Linked DNA regions of Mus musculus: region 1 is linked to region 2. Evidence: chromatin contacts called from public HiChIP or PLAC-seq data. All regions are on one chromosome and are shown on one strand. The core of a region is the stretch at or near the end of the contact, and the rest is flanking DNA. Distances in the headings are between cores, read along the strand shown.

What was found. HiChIP or PLAC-seq counts read pairs in DNA pulled down with a chosen protein or histone mark.
Region 1: a contact with region 2 is called in a CTCF HiChIP or PLAC-seq map of the NIH/3T3 cell line, with 5 read pairs. The contact joins two enhancer-like sites. A contact is called at or near these places in 1 of 15 datasets of contacts at CTCF or cohesin (the NIH/3T3 cell line) and 2 of 9 other capture datasets (adipose tissue and embryonic stem cells).

The regions. Positions count from the first base shown.
Region 1 is chr5:21,583,935-21,590,909 of GRCm38.p6, forward strand. Fbxl13 (F-box and leucine-rich repeat protein 13) reads right to left here. Exons shown (of 21, transcript NM_001199632.1): 8 at 1,264-1,359. Among named protein-coding and RNA genes, the nearest start is that of Lrrc17, 44 kb to the left of the region's middle. Within about 2 kb of position 2,972, at least 40 of the 459 cell types and tissues checked have an H3K27ac peak or open chromatin away from gene starts, as enhancers often do. A contact at or near this core is called in the NIH/3T3 cell line, where this site is marked.
Region 2 is chr5:20,928,745-20,935,452 of GRCm38.p6, forward strand. All of the region lies in intron 1 of Rsbn1l (round spermatid basic protein 1-like), which reads right to left. Among named protein-coding and RNA genes, the nearest start is that of A630072M18Rik, 19 kb to the right of the region's middle. Within about 2 kb of position 1,382, at least 73 of the 459 cell types and tissues checked have an H3K27ac peak or open chromatin away from gene starts, as enhancers often do. A contact at or near this core is called in the NIH/3T3 cell line, where this site is marked.

The sequences.
Region 1 (6,975 bases), core at 1,722-4,221, 660 kb after region 2:
CTACTCCTGAGTTCAGTAAACAGAGCATGTGCGGGGAGGAGAGGTGGGGGGTAGCCTGCAAGTTTGTATCTCCCACAGGCTCTCAGGTGATGCTGATGCTATTGATCTCAGGACCACACTCAGCGAATAAGATGGTTTAAAGTAACAAGTCTCTTAATTTCCCTGTGAGTTTTCTAGTGTGGCACAATTATAAGGAGGCAGTGAGAAAGTGAAATAAGAAATCAAGCGTTCAAACCTTGGGTGTTTCAAACAAAAGCTTAAACTTACAGCTAAAAATAGTCAGTATCTGTTTATTAGTTTTCCTGTTTATCTATCAGCCCTGACTACTCAAAATCCATATAAACACCCTCTCTCATGGGTTCTATATGCCACCAGCCATGTTCCGTAAGGAAACTCCTTCTCTGTTTTAGAACCAACCTTACTGTTATGAGCTATGAGATGGTAATTACAAATCATACACTCTAACTGTTCCCCCCGCCCCCAGGGCTAAAGAGATGGCTCAGTGGTAAGAGCACTGGCTGCTCTTCTAGAGGAGCCAGGTTCAGTTCCTAGCAGTCATGAGATGGCTTACAGTCTTCTGAAACTCCCTTCCCGAAGAATATAATGCCTCTTCAGCATGGCAGGTACCAGGCGTGCAGGTGGCACACAGATGGAGGTAAAATACCCATACACATAAAATAATTATAAAAAACTAATAATAAAGTTTTTTTTCTTTTTCTTTTTGAGGAGTAGGAAGGGTTAAGGCAGTGTCTCACTATATAGCCCTGGCTGTCCTAGAACTCACTAAGTAGACCAGGTTGACCTTGAACTCAGAGCTTTGCCTGCCTCACTCTTGAGTGCTGGGATTATTGCTCAAATGCTTCCTTTTTAAAAGTTTTCTTTCTCATAGTAAGAGCTCAACGTAGAACCTGCCTTCATCAGCAGGAAGAAGTTGACAAATAACGAGGCAAGGGTAAGGTGTAGCTTACCCAGCAAAATGGGTCTTTGCTTCAGTCTAAAAAGAATATCCAACTCACATATTCCACCATTTAAAATTTAAAATTCAGATACATCTCTTAAGATACTGTTACTCTAAATTTCTACCTCTTCCTCCAGCAAAACCAAACAGCCAACAAACCAAAAACACAAACAAAAAGCCCTTTCTGATGATGGCCACAGAGAAGGGTGGGGGAGCAGGAAGGAGGCCCCCTTACTACAGGGCCTTCCGGAAGACAATCCCCATGTGCCCGTGAGAAGACCACAGTGCCCTGCACGGCTACTCACAGAGTTCCACAAGGAGCCTCTCTGAATCATCGCCATCCAGGAGCGGTTGACTCGACTGCACGCCATCATGTCTTTAAAGGTGAGGTACAAGAAAATCTAAACACAGAGAAGAAAAACATCATTTTGACTGATACCTGAATTTTGGTGTAGTTCTTCCATTGTGTGTGTGTGTGTGTGTGTGTGTGTTAACAGCAATATCTTCTGTATATTAGATAAGGCTAGAGTTACATTTCAAGGGAGGAATGTTTTCTTTGTTTTGGTTTGGTTTGTTTGTTTTTGTTTTTTGTTTTTTTGTTTTTTCGAGACAGGGTTTCTCTGTATAGCCCTGGCTGTCCTGGAACTCACTCTGTAGACCAGGCTGGCCTCGAACTCAGAAATCTGCCTGCCTCTGCCTCCCAAATGCTGGGATTAAAGGCGTGCGTCACCACTGCCCGGCTTCCTCAGACTCTTATAAACATAAATCTGGGAATTTTTTTAAAGCTGCATCATAAACTATATTCTTACAGTGAATTAAACAAAGTACTAGGTGGAACTCTATAATGTAGTCTCTGTTCATAGTTCTTTACAATATTTTATTACTATTGAGCTGCAAACTCTGTAGAAAGTTTTATATAAACCACTTGAAAATATGATCATGTGATAGTTCAAACTGATAGCTACAGAAAGATAGCAAAAAGATGAGCATGCTTGTTTTCTGCATGAAGGAAGTATTCTGGAAGAAAGCTAGTGATCTTTCTCTAAATAGTAGCTAAAACACAGAACTCATTTAATAATTGCTAAGATGAACTGCATTTTCCTAAAGTTATGATATTCTTAGGAAAGCTCAATAAACCCATCTGGTTTCCATCTCTGGATAAGTAGCAGATTGGGAAAAAATATTCTTGATACAAAACATCAATAAATACTAAAACAAATTTTAAACATAACTTGAATTTTTTTTTAAGTAAAGAAAGTTTATAAATCCAGACTGACAAGCACTCCTGGTACAAGTGTCTGGAAGGCAATAGGGATGGTTTCATGACAAATGAGCTCTGTAAGCCTATGCAGACACAGGAGACAGTCACCACACTTATCCAACAGAGGCACATACTACACATTATAATGCCGTTGGAATAAAAATAAACCCTCCCCCAAAGAACTGGTAAGCAAAGACCAGCTGCCATGCCTGCTTTAACTGTTTATGGAATCCACCTGAAATCTATGATCTTTGCAGCTGGATTTGATATATTAGCATGAAACATGGTTCCAAATTGAAAATAACCCCTGGGACATTGGTCAGAAATAAATCATTTTCTCTAAAGAGACACAAACTGGAGCCAAGCATTACAGAACTGCCACAAATTAAGCCCAAATAAAACTAAAGGCTAACCAACACGAGGAGAAAATCCAGTAAGCGTAAACAGAAATGAAAACATCACTGGTCAGACTGTGATCATAAAACTCCTAAGTTTTAAGTTTAAGGTAATCAATACAAGGAAGACAGCATTCTTGAGAAAGATACTGTCAAAAAAGACTAAAATCTAAAATTAAATAGGAGTAAGAGAGAAAGTGCACACACACACACACACTTTCCGAAGAATATTGAAATCCCCAAAGGGGTGGAGGATACAAATAGTTCATGATGAGCAAAGAATCTAACCAGTACATAGCTACCCACACTAACCTTGTAAAACAGTAGTGTGACTAAAGCATTAGAGGAGAGACTGCTCAACAGTTAAGAATGCTTTGCTGAGCCTGAGGACCCAATTTGGGTGGCTTACAACTGCGGGTAACATCCACTCCAGGGGACCCACTGCCCTCTGCTGGCCTCTTCAGCACCTGCACTCTCAAATTTTAAAGAGACTAAACACTAGATGATAATAACCTAAGAATGGAGAGAGCAATCACGACTAAACTATTCTAAATTCGGTTTTCGCTCAGGAAGAAAACTATACCTATTCGTTCACATTGTTATTGCCTAAAAAGTGTGCATGTTGTGCTGGCTTCGGGTTAAGCAATACAAAGAAGTATAGTTCTTGAGTGAGGAGGATCTAAAAACTCAGGAAGCACTCCACACTTCTCAAACTGCCTTCTGAATATTTATATTTACACTCATCGACAAATGCTACTTGCAGGGGGTGTTTTTGTGCACTGTGTATTCAAATGCTAATATCTGCACCCAGAGACCTGGATGCAGCCAGGACTTGCTATAATATTAATTTACATATATGTATAATTAGATATTTTCTTTATTTACATTTCAAATGTTATCCCCTTTCCTAGTTTCCCCTCCGAAAACCCCCTCCCCCCTCCCCGTGCTCCCCAACCCACCCACTCCCATTCCTGGTCCTGGCATTCCCCTATACTGAGGCATAGAACCTTTACAGGACTTGTCCTCTCATTGATGGCCGACTAGGCCATCCTCTGCTACATATACAGCTAGAGCCACAAGTTCCACCATGTGTTTTCTTTGATTGGTGCTTTAGTCCCAAGGAGCTCTGGGGGTACTGGTTAGTTCATATGGTTGTTTCTCCTATGGGGCTGCAGACCCCTTCAGCTCTTTGGCTACTTTCTCTAGCTCCTTCATTGGCTATTGTCCTTATTAAGAAGTATTTCCTGACTCGGTTTTTGTTTTGTTTTTTTTGTAAAACATTGTTCTTCATCGTCTTCTGATTGGTCAATAAAGAGCTGATCAGCCTATAGCTGACAGGAGAGAAGGCGGGACTTCCGTGCCTTGAAACAGGCTGAGGTTCTTGGAGACCAGGGAGTCTACCAGAAGACAGCGAAGCCAAAGTGAGAGGAAGACTGCATGTAACCCCTCGTGGCTCAGGAAGTAGGCCTGGGCAACATAGTCGGGTTAGAATAGATCAGAATCTGCCCAGCTGTAGTGCTTGAAGCCTTTAATAACTATCAAGGTGTCCATGTCATTATTCAGGAACAAGGGCAGGTATAGAAAAGCCGGAACTTTTACAGCTACTCTTGGCCTTAATGAGAGAATACTTTCTAGTGGACACTGGTGAGCACAGAGATTTCAAAACGATGAGAATATGTGATGGCGGAGGGCCTATCCCTAATCAGTGTATTTATACCACGCTCTCAGAGGATGCAGCAGAAGAGAGGCAGGAAGAATGCAAGAGCGGCAAGATACGGAAGGGCGATGGATAACTAACTCCATCTGGGCAGGACACGGACTCTCAGCAGCTGCAGATGTCTGTGCGGGGTCTGCACAAAAAAACGGGCCTGTCAACACCTAGGCATGGGCGGAACAGCTCAGGCGCCTCCAGTCACCGCTGAAGTATTTGCTACTGATACACTCAGGGAGAGGGACAGCCATGCTCTTCAGTTGTGTGTCCACTAGTGGCCTCACCTGTGGATGGTTCCAACCTAGTGTTCACGCAGATGTCTCTGGGTAAACTGAGCGGGTCATAAAACAAAGGCAAAAGTCATGAATCTGGGGAAAGCATGTGGTAGAGATTTCGAGGGCAGGGTTAGTAGGGACGGGAGGCAGGAGAATGTGAAAGAGAGTACTAGAACACATTACATATATGTAAGAAATTTCAAAGAACACAATTATTTTTTTAAAGAAGCACATATTTTAAAAACGAGTAATCATTGAAAAAAACGGCAGGAAAATATTGTATATTTTCTAAACATAAACGTAGGAAAAGTGTTAAAACTCACTTTTTAAAAAGGCATGAAGAAAAAAGTCTATAAAATACAATATTTTATGACTACCTATAAAATGAAATAAGAACCCACGAATATCAATAGTCACATGTGGTTTTTTCTTTTTTCTAAACAGAGTCTTATGTAGCCCAGGCTAGCCATTCCTGATCTTCCTATCTCAGTCTCTCCAATGCAGGGATTATAGGCGTGCTGATATCACTACACTCAGGAAAAGTCACAATCAGTTATTGAAAATTCACCAGTTAGAAGACAAAAATCACAGCTTAATAATGCTTTTTGCTCTGATATTTTCCTTGAGTACTAACATCTCATTTTTATTCATTTGGCTTACTATTATAATTTAGGTAAATTTTAAAATCTTATGAAAAGACATACTTTAACTAATAAAAGCAATTATCCAGACACTTCACTAGAGATGTCCAACAGTGCATGAGTCCCCACAACATGGCTGCAGAGCCACCAGGAGAGCCTGACTGACCCATAGTGATGACACCTCGGTATCTGGTAGATGGGGGTGGGGAAATCAACCTCTCTGCATCTCTCAGCTCTTCTGGAAAAGGCCCTGGCTGGCATGATATGGGAAGCTCACAGTAAGAGGTGAGACAGGGGCTGGAGAGATGGCTCAATGGTTAAGAGCATGGACTGCTCTTCCAGAGGTCCTGAGTTCAATTCCCATCACCCACATGGTAGCTCACAACCATCTGTAATAGGATCTGATGCCCTCTTCTGGTGTGTCTGAGGACAGCTACAGTGTACTAATGTATATTAAGTAAATAATTCCTTTTTTAAAGGATTTATTTATTTATTATATATAAGTTTCTGGGATATGAACTCAGGACCTCTGGAACAGCAGTCAATGCTCTTAACCGCTGAGCCATCTCTCCAGCCCCAAATAAATAATTCTTAAAAAAAAAAAAAAAAAAGAGGTGAGACAGTTCACCCTTGAAGAGTATTTTACTGTCGACAAACCCCCAGGATCAGATCTGTACCTGGGTAACTGATCTGGTCCAAAAGGACAACAAACTGGATTAGCTTGTACATTATCTGCCATCATATCACTTGAAGAGGCAGGGAGATTGTGAGTTTCAGGACCTCTAGTGTTTATTGAGACTTTCTTTCAATAATAAGTGGATAAATAAATAAATAAACAAGCAAACCTGTTTTCTTCCACAAAATTCACATAGCTACCCCGTAGGAAGATCCTGGGTAACTTATATCTCTGGGTCATCAAAGTTAGAGTCCCTAGAGCTCACCCAGCCCTTGGAAAGGAATATTGCAAGAGGCCCTGATTCTCTCTTTTCTTTTCAGGGATCCTGACATTTCAGGAGAGGTGTCCTGATAATCCAGGCTAACTGTCCCATCTCAAGACCCTTAATCACATCTGAAAAAAGGATTGTGCCATGTAAGGTGGCACATTCAAAGGTTCTCAAGATTAGGACAGAGACACACTTGGGAGGTTCTGTATTGTCCTGTGGAATAGCAAACACTAATTCAAGAAAGCAGGGAAGAAAAGGCCATCAGGAGACTTTAATTCCACGTGCTATGCTTGCTGGACTATGCCAGGGGTCAGCACACTGCTGTTCATTAGATTTCCTTGCATGTCTGAAGGAGCTTACAGTCTCACTTTTGAATAAAAGTCTTAGGAATACTTTCAACTAAGGAGGTGAAAGGTTAGTCCTCAGACCCCATGTGAGGAAACACCTTGACAGGAACTGGAGGTGATTGAAGAATCAGAGCAACAGTCCGTGTCTGTGAACTGGAAGGTGCAGTAACAGTAAGAGGAACTAAACCAGGTTTTTACAACTGCTGGTGATGTAAACACTAAATGCACACAATTGAGACCTTATAAGACAATCCTACCAAAGACACTATGAACAGTAAAAATGCCAAGGTGTCAATTCTACCTAAAGTCTACAGACTCAATCGAATCTGTCAAATTTCCAAAGGCTTCTTGTGTAAAAATGGAAGCCAGTCTTCAAGTTCACATGTAAATGCAAGAGATCTCAAAACAACTTTTAAAAACAACAGCTGGAGAGGTCACATTTC
Region 2 (6,708 bases), core at 132-2,631:
TACACAGAGAAACCCCGTGTTGAAACAAACAAACAAACACAACATGGGCTGAAGAGATGGCTCAGTGGTTAAGAGCACTGACTGCTCTTCCAGAGGTTCTGAGTTCAATTGCCAGCAACCTCATGGTGGCTCACAGCCAAATGTAAAAAGATCTGACACCCTCTTCTGGAGTGTCTGAAGACAGCTACAGTATACTTACATATAATAAGTAAGTAAATCTTTAAAAAAAACAAAAAACAAAAGAAAGGAAATCAAAAAACAAACAAACAAACAAACAAACCCATTGATTTATATCCTAAAACTCCAAATGGCTTTATGAAATGCATACTACCTTATTGTTCTTGTTTACTCACTCAGTTTCCTATGACTCTAGCCAAGGGTAAATATATACAAAATAAAAACAAAGTAATACTGCCCTTCCCTTCAAAAGCTGGTTGTTGTTGCTATTGCTACAAAGCTATAACAGAAGCACACAACCTAGTAAAATGGAATCTTTGCAATGTATATGGATACTGTAGAATCCCTTAAAAACTTCTTACTTTAGTAAGCATCACCCTAATCCAGGCTATAATCATATGATAACTAGATGATGATCTCAGCTCGAACTTACCAACAGAAACATAATGTCATCTGCAAATTTGCGTTTTTCAGCAGTCACATTAAAAGAATAACAAGTAGCGGTGAAATTACTTTTAGTAACACATTTTATTTAGCCCAATACATATATAACATCACTTCAAGTTGTTTTTAAATTACTGAACTATTTTCCTTTCTCTTGTCTCTCTTCTTTGTCTGTCTCTGTCTATCTGTGTGTGTAGGGGGCGGGGGTTAAGAGAGCGAGAGATCGGGAGTGGGGTACATGCCACAGCATGCATTGGAGGTCAGAAGACAACTTTATAGAGTCAGTCCACTCCTTGAACTTTTACAGGAATTCCAGAGATTAAATTCAGGCCATCAAGCTTATGCAACAAGTGCCTTGACCGGCTCTGCTGTCTCACCAGCACTGAAATCTGAAACTCAATCCTAACCGCCTCCTTTAAATTACATGCAATTCTGTAACATGAAAAGTTGCGATAACGTGATGTTGTTACTTGCTCAAAAGACAGAAGTTCAAGGTTAGGCACTGCAAGCTTGGTAACTAACAAACTTTCAGATACCTACTCTCAGCTGTCAATTTTCCATGTTGTCATGTCTCCATCCCTTCATAAGTAAGGGCTTATAATGGAAACAGGATCTTGGCACTGCTGGTTTCTTTAACACATTGTTCCTGAGAGGACTGGTTCTTTATCAGTTTTGATTTATTTATTTTCATGACCAAGAATAGCCGGTTGTAGGTAATGACTCATGTCTTTAATCCCAGCATATGAAAGGCGAATGCTGGCAGATCTCTGAGTTTGAGGCCAGCCTGGCCTACATGGTGAATTCCAAGACAGCCAGAGCTACATAGTGAGAACATGACTCAAAAAACGTAGTTTTATCCTTCACAGTCTAACCTAAAGCTTAGAATAAACTTTCTCACTTGTCTCTCATCATAACCCTTATAATGACAGCAAGAATTATTCTACTGTAGAACAGCACAGAGTTTGGAAAGTCACACTTCCCATAAGTGCAATTTAGAAAGTGTAAAAAGGTATCAAGACAGTTACTGTCAATAACAACAACCAAAAATCAGGAGAATAAAACTGGGTGTTCAGAAACAAGCCCACCTTACAGGCAGCTCAGTTTTCACAATGGAGACAAAAGAATCTTTTCAACAGACAGCACTACACCTGGATAGTCACATTCAAAACAAAAGAGGAACTCCTGAGACTCCTAGAAGGCAGCCTAGGAGACCTACATGGTGTATGTCCTTGTAGGGGGCAGGGAGATACTGCATAAAGGCATAGTGTGCCAAGGAAAAGAACTGATAGTCTAGACTCATTAACATTCTTTAACAGCCACTATCAAGAGAACAGAAAGGCAAACCACAGAAGAGAGATAGATCTGATCAACCTCTACTATTCAATGTAGACTCCTCTTACAATTCAACAAAAATGCCAGACTTTAAAATGGGTCAAAGACTTCCCCATAAAAACTGTGCAGAAGACAAATAAGCACGCATGCAAAGGTGTGTGTCACATCGTCTGTCACCAAAACTACAAAACACAGCATGTCACCACATGACTATAAAATTGGCCAAACCCCAGAACATTGTCAGCACCATTAAATACCAGTAAACACCAGGAACAGGAATTCTCATTCGTTGCTAGTGGGAATGCAAGACACTACGTAGGAAGACTGTTTGCAGATATAATCCAAGAGCTAAAACCTTACTTTCACACAACAACACATAAATAAGTAGTTATACCAGGTTCATTCATAATTATCCAAAAACAGAAGGAAGCAACCAAGATATTCTTCAGTGGATGAATGTAAACTCTGGTGCATCCAAACAATTCGATATTCTTCAGCACCAAAAAGAGACAGGAGCTATCAAGCCATGCAAAGACATAGGAAAATGTACATGAGCATTACTAACTGAAAGAATACAGTGTAAAATGCCACATGCTACATAACTTTAACAACACAGCAATCTAGAAAAGCCTGGAGCTTGATTGCCAGCCATTCTAAAAAAATTGGCAAGCCTTAGGATCCAGTGAGAAAATCTGTCCCATAAAAATAAAAAAACAGTTTAAAAAAAAAGTAAGGGCCACCAAGATGGCTTACGTGTAAGGCACCTGACCACACTGACCTCACATGAAGGTACAAAGTGAGAACCACGCCCACCGAAGCTGTCCCTTATCTCCACACAGAAACCACAGCATGTGCATGCCTGCACTCACACTAGCAAAAACAATAAAATATGGTGGCTCCCAAAGCATGACACCCAGAAGGACATCTGGCCTCCCCATGCATGCACACAAAACAAACAACAAAAACTGTCTAGAACAGATAGAAACTAGATAAAATATTCCTGAAATAGTACATGAAAACAGAGAGACTATCATATGTATATGTATGCATATATGAATACACACCTATCTATCTATCTATCTATCTATATTTTTTCACATGCACACACATTCAAATATCCATCCACATAATCAGATATTTAAACAAGGGAACTTTATATATATATGTGTAAATATATATGTAATATAATTACATATACATATAATATTGTATATTATACTGATAGGTAATATGTAATATGTATATTATATCATGTATATCTTTTAAAAGTGTTGATTTCCAAGTTGTTCTTTGCTAAACAGTGGAGTGATCAGTCACTCAAGAACTAGAACAATGAACTCTGCTCAAGAAAATACAGTAGTAAACAAAAAGTAAAGTAAGGCAGGGCAAGGGGTGGGGGCTCACACCTCTAATCCCAGCACTTGGGAGGCAGGCAGATAGATCTCTGAGAGTACAAGACCAGCCTGGTCTACAAAGCGAGTTCCAGGACAGTTAGGGTTGCAGGAGAAATTCTGTCTCAAAACAAAAAACAAAAACAAAACCCAAAAATGAAAAATAAAGTAAATAAAAGTAGAGGACATGCGCACCCGCCTTAGAAGGCGGCCAGTCTACATTAAGTACAAACAGGATGACAACAAAACAGGACTCCCAAGAACAGTACTCAGGACCAACCCAGCCCTATAGAAGAGCATCTCTGAGCCTGGAGGTGCTGGCGCACGCCTTTAATCCCAGAACTTGGGAGGAAGAGGCAGGTGGATTTCTGAGTTCGAGGCCAGCCTGGTCTACAGAGTGAGTTCCAGGACAGCCAGGGCTACACAGAGAAACCCTGTCTCAGAAAAAACAAAACCAAAAAACAAAAAAGAAGGGCATCTCTGATCTGGATAAGTTACATCTGCAAACACATTATAAAAATTACAAACACTGGTTATTTGACTAAGATATGGGAAATGAGAGAAATAAGCTGAATTAGGGGTTGGGGACATAGCTCAACTGATAAAGCACTTCCCCAAAATGCACACAGCCCTGCATCAACCCCCAGCACAGGTAAACCACATGTGGTGGCTCACATCTGTAATCCCGACACTGAGGAGAGAGGCGGAGACAGGAAGATCACTCTATCCCATGACCCACACATTTAGAAAAAAGGAAGTTCTTTTAACAGCTTCACTAGTTGCTTGCTGGGGAAACAACTCAACAATAAAAGAACTTACTGCTTTTTCAAAGGACCAAAGCTCAAATTCCCAGTACCCACATGGTAGTTCACAGCAATCTCTAACTCCAGTTCGGAGAATCCCACAAGAATGCACGTGGTATACATATGTACATGCAGGGAGAATATTTATACACATAAAGTAAAATATATAGATCTGAAAGAAAAAACTAAAAGGCTCATTAGAATTTTATTTGAGCATCATAAAATTTCAAACTGAGCCCGGCAGTGGTGTTACACGCTTTTAATCCCAACACTTGGGAGGCAGAGGCAGGTGGATTTCTGAGTTTGAAGCCAACCTGGTCTATAGAGTGAGTTCCAGGACAGCCAGGGCTACACAGAGAAACCCGGTCTCGGAGGAAGGAAAAAAAAAAAAAATCAAACTGGAAGCTCTTATGAAATACAGAAAAATCCATTCTAAAGCTTTCAGCTATTATATATTTTGAAGCAAAAATTCAAATAGGATTCATATTATCAATTCTAACTATCCTGACTGAGCCTTAAGTCAAGACCCTCATAATGAAGTTCATGAAATCAACTGATCTGAGCAACCACACTGAAATCTCCCTGTTCCTCCCACATCCAGCTAAGAATAATACATTGTTGGAAATAGATCAGCGAGCAAGCCAGAAAAAGAAGAAAAAATGAAGAAGCAGAATGGACAGTGGATGTGCAAAATGAAATGAAGTAGAAGACAAGGGGACTGGAGAGATGGCTCAGTGGTTAAGAGCACCAACTACTCTTCTGTAGGTCCTGAGTTCAAATCCCAGCAACCACATGGTGGCTCACAACCATTCATTAACAAGATCTGATGCCCTCTTCTGGAGTGTCTGAAGACAGCTACAGTGTACTTACATGTAATAAATGAATAAATCTTAAAAAAAAAAACTTTATAAAAAAAAGAAAGTCAACACATTTATTAAAAAAAATAAGTAGAAGAGAAAGGAGATGAAGGCAACTGAGAAAAGAAAAGAACTCTATGAGCAGGGACGAGGGCAGAGAGGATTTCACACAGCCTCTCCCTGGCACACAGCTAAGAAAAGTTACCAACCCCAGCAAGTCACCCCTTCCCTCTTCAGGGGATAAACACTGGCCTCTCCATCAAATTCTCTCATCGTATTTCAGTGATATTGTAATATACCTACCTAATTCTCACACTCCTGTCATCTAAACCCGAACTTCCCTCTAGAGTCTGTCTTAAGTATCTTTCCTATACTCCTGCAACTTACATGATTAAGTAAGTGACTCTCCAGATATGCCTAGCCAGTCTCTGCCAAACTCCACACCTTCATTCCTTAAGAAATTCTTACAATTTGTCATGGTTCATTGCCTTTCCTGAGGAAGGGTGTGAAGAAGAACAAGGACAACAAGTGCATGTGACATGAAGGCAGAGATAGTTAGTGTAGCAGGAGGAGGCATCAAAAGGGGAGAATAAACCAAATCGGATATATGAAAATATCCTAACAAAAGCCATTGGTCTGCTTAGTAATTTTTAAAAAGCTGAAACTATGAGTGTCTCAATGGGGCAACACATTAATTAAACCTCATCATGGCTCTCTATTGCTTAAAATAAATTGAGCAAATGCAACTTGCTTCTGTCTACCTAAATAAAGAAAATGCCATTGGTGTTAGCTCACTTCGGAGATTGATGAAGGAAACTGTTTAATAGGTCCAGGCTTAGGAAAACAGGTACAGCTATGTCTCACAAAATAGCAGGGAGAGAGATAGCATGATAAATAGGAGACTTCAGAAGTTTCTCTATTCTCCCTTTTGTTATTTGAAAGACTGTTAAGTAGAGAATGGCTGTCATTTTCTTTGACCTATCCCTCATGTGAACACACGAGTTCTGCAAAGGAAGAAGCATTACTGAATGTGTTTCCCCCACCTCAGACAGCCGTAGGATGATGGGCTGTTGCAGAAGACTGGACAAAAAAGGAAGACAGTAGACTAGCCAGAGCTTTGTTTACATGGCATATCGAAAGCAAAGGGAAGGCTAGTCCTTCCAAATGAGGCCTGCCTCCTTTAGAAATTCATGTTTTCTCTGCAATTTTTAGTTCTGTTCCACTGGTATGCTACTCAAGAATTTTTGTAGTCAATATAGAAATACAAATGTCTTTTCTTCCACTGGTCACCAATGTCATTCTAGGCTGATTCCTCAGTCAAATGTAATATCTCAACATTTTTGTAATTATACTTAGAATGCCTTTGCCTGCAAGGCAGCGGTGGCGCACCCCTTTAATCCCAGCACTTGGGAGGCAGAGGCAGGCGGATTTCTGAGTTTGAGGCCAGCCTGGTCTACAGAGTGAGTTCCAGGACAGCCTGGGCTACACAGAGAAACCCTGTCTCAAAGAAAACAAAAAAAACAAAAACAAAACAAAACAAAATGCCTCTGGCCAACCTATCTCTACTAAAATCAGACACTCCTTTTGCAAGAACTTCTTGATCCCTACCAACTGGCAATAATATTATCTTTCTCCTGTTATAATTTGATCTCTCCCTCTCTTACCCCTCTTTCATATGTCTATGTGCCTGAATGGAAAAAAAGA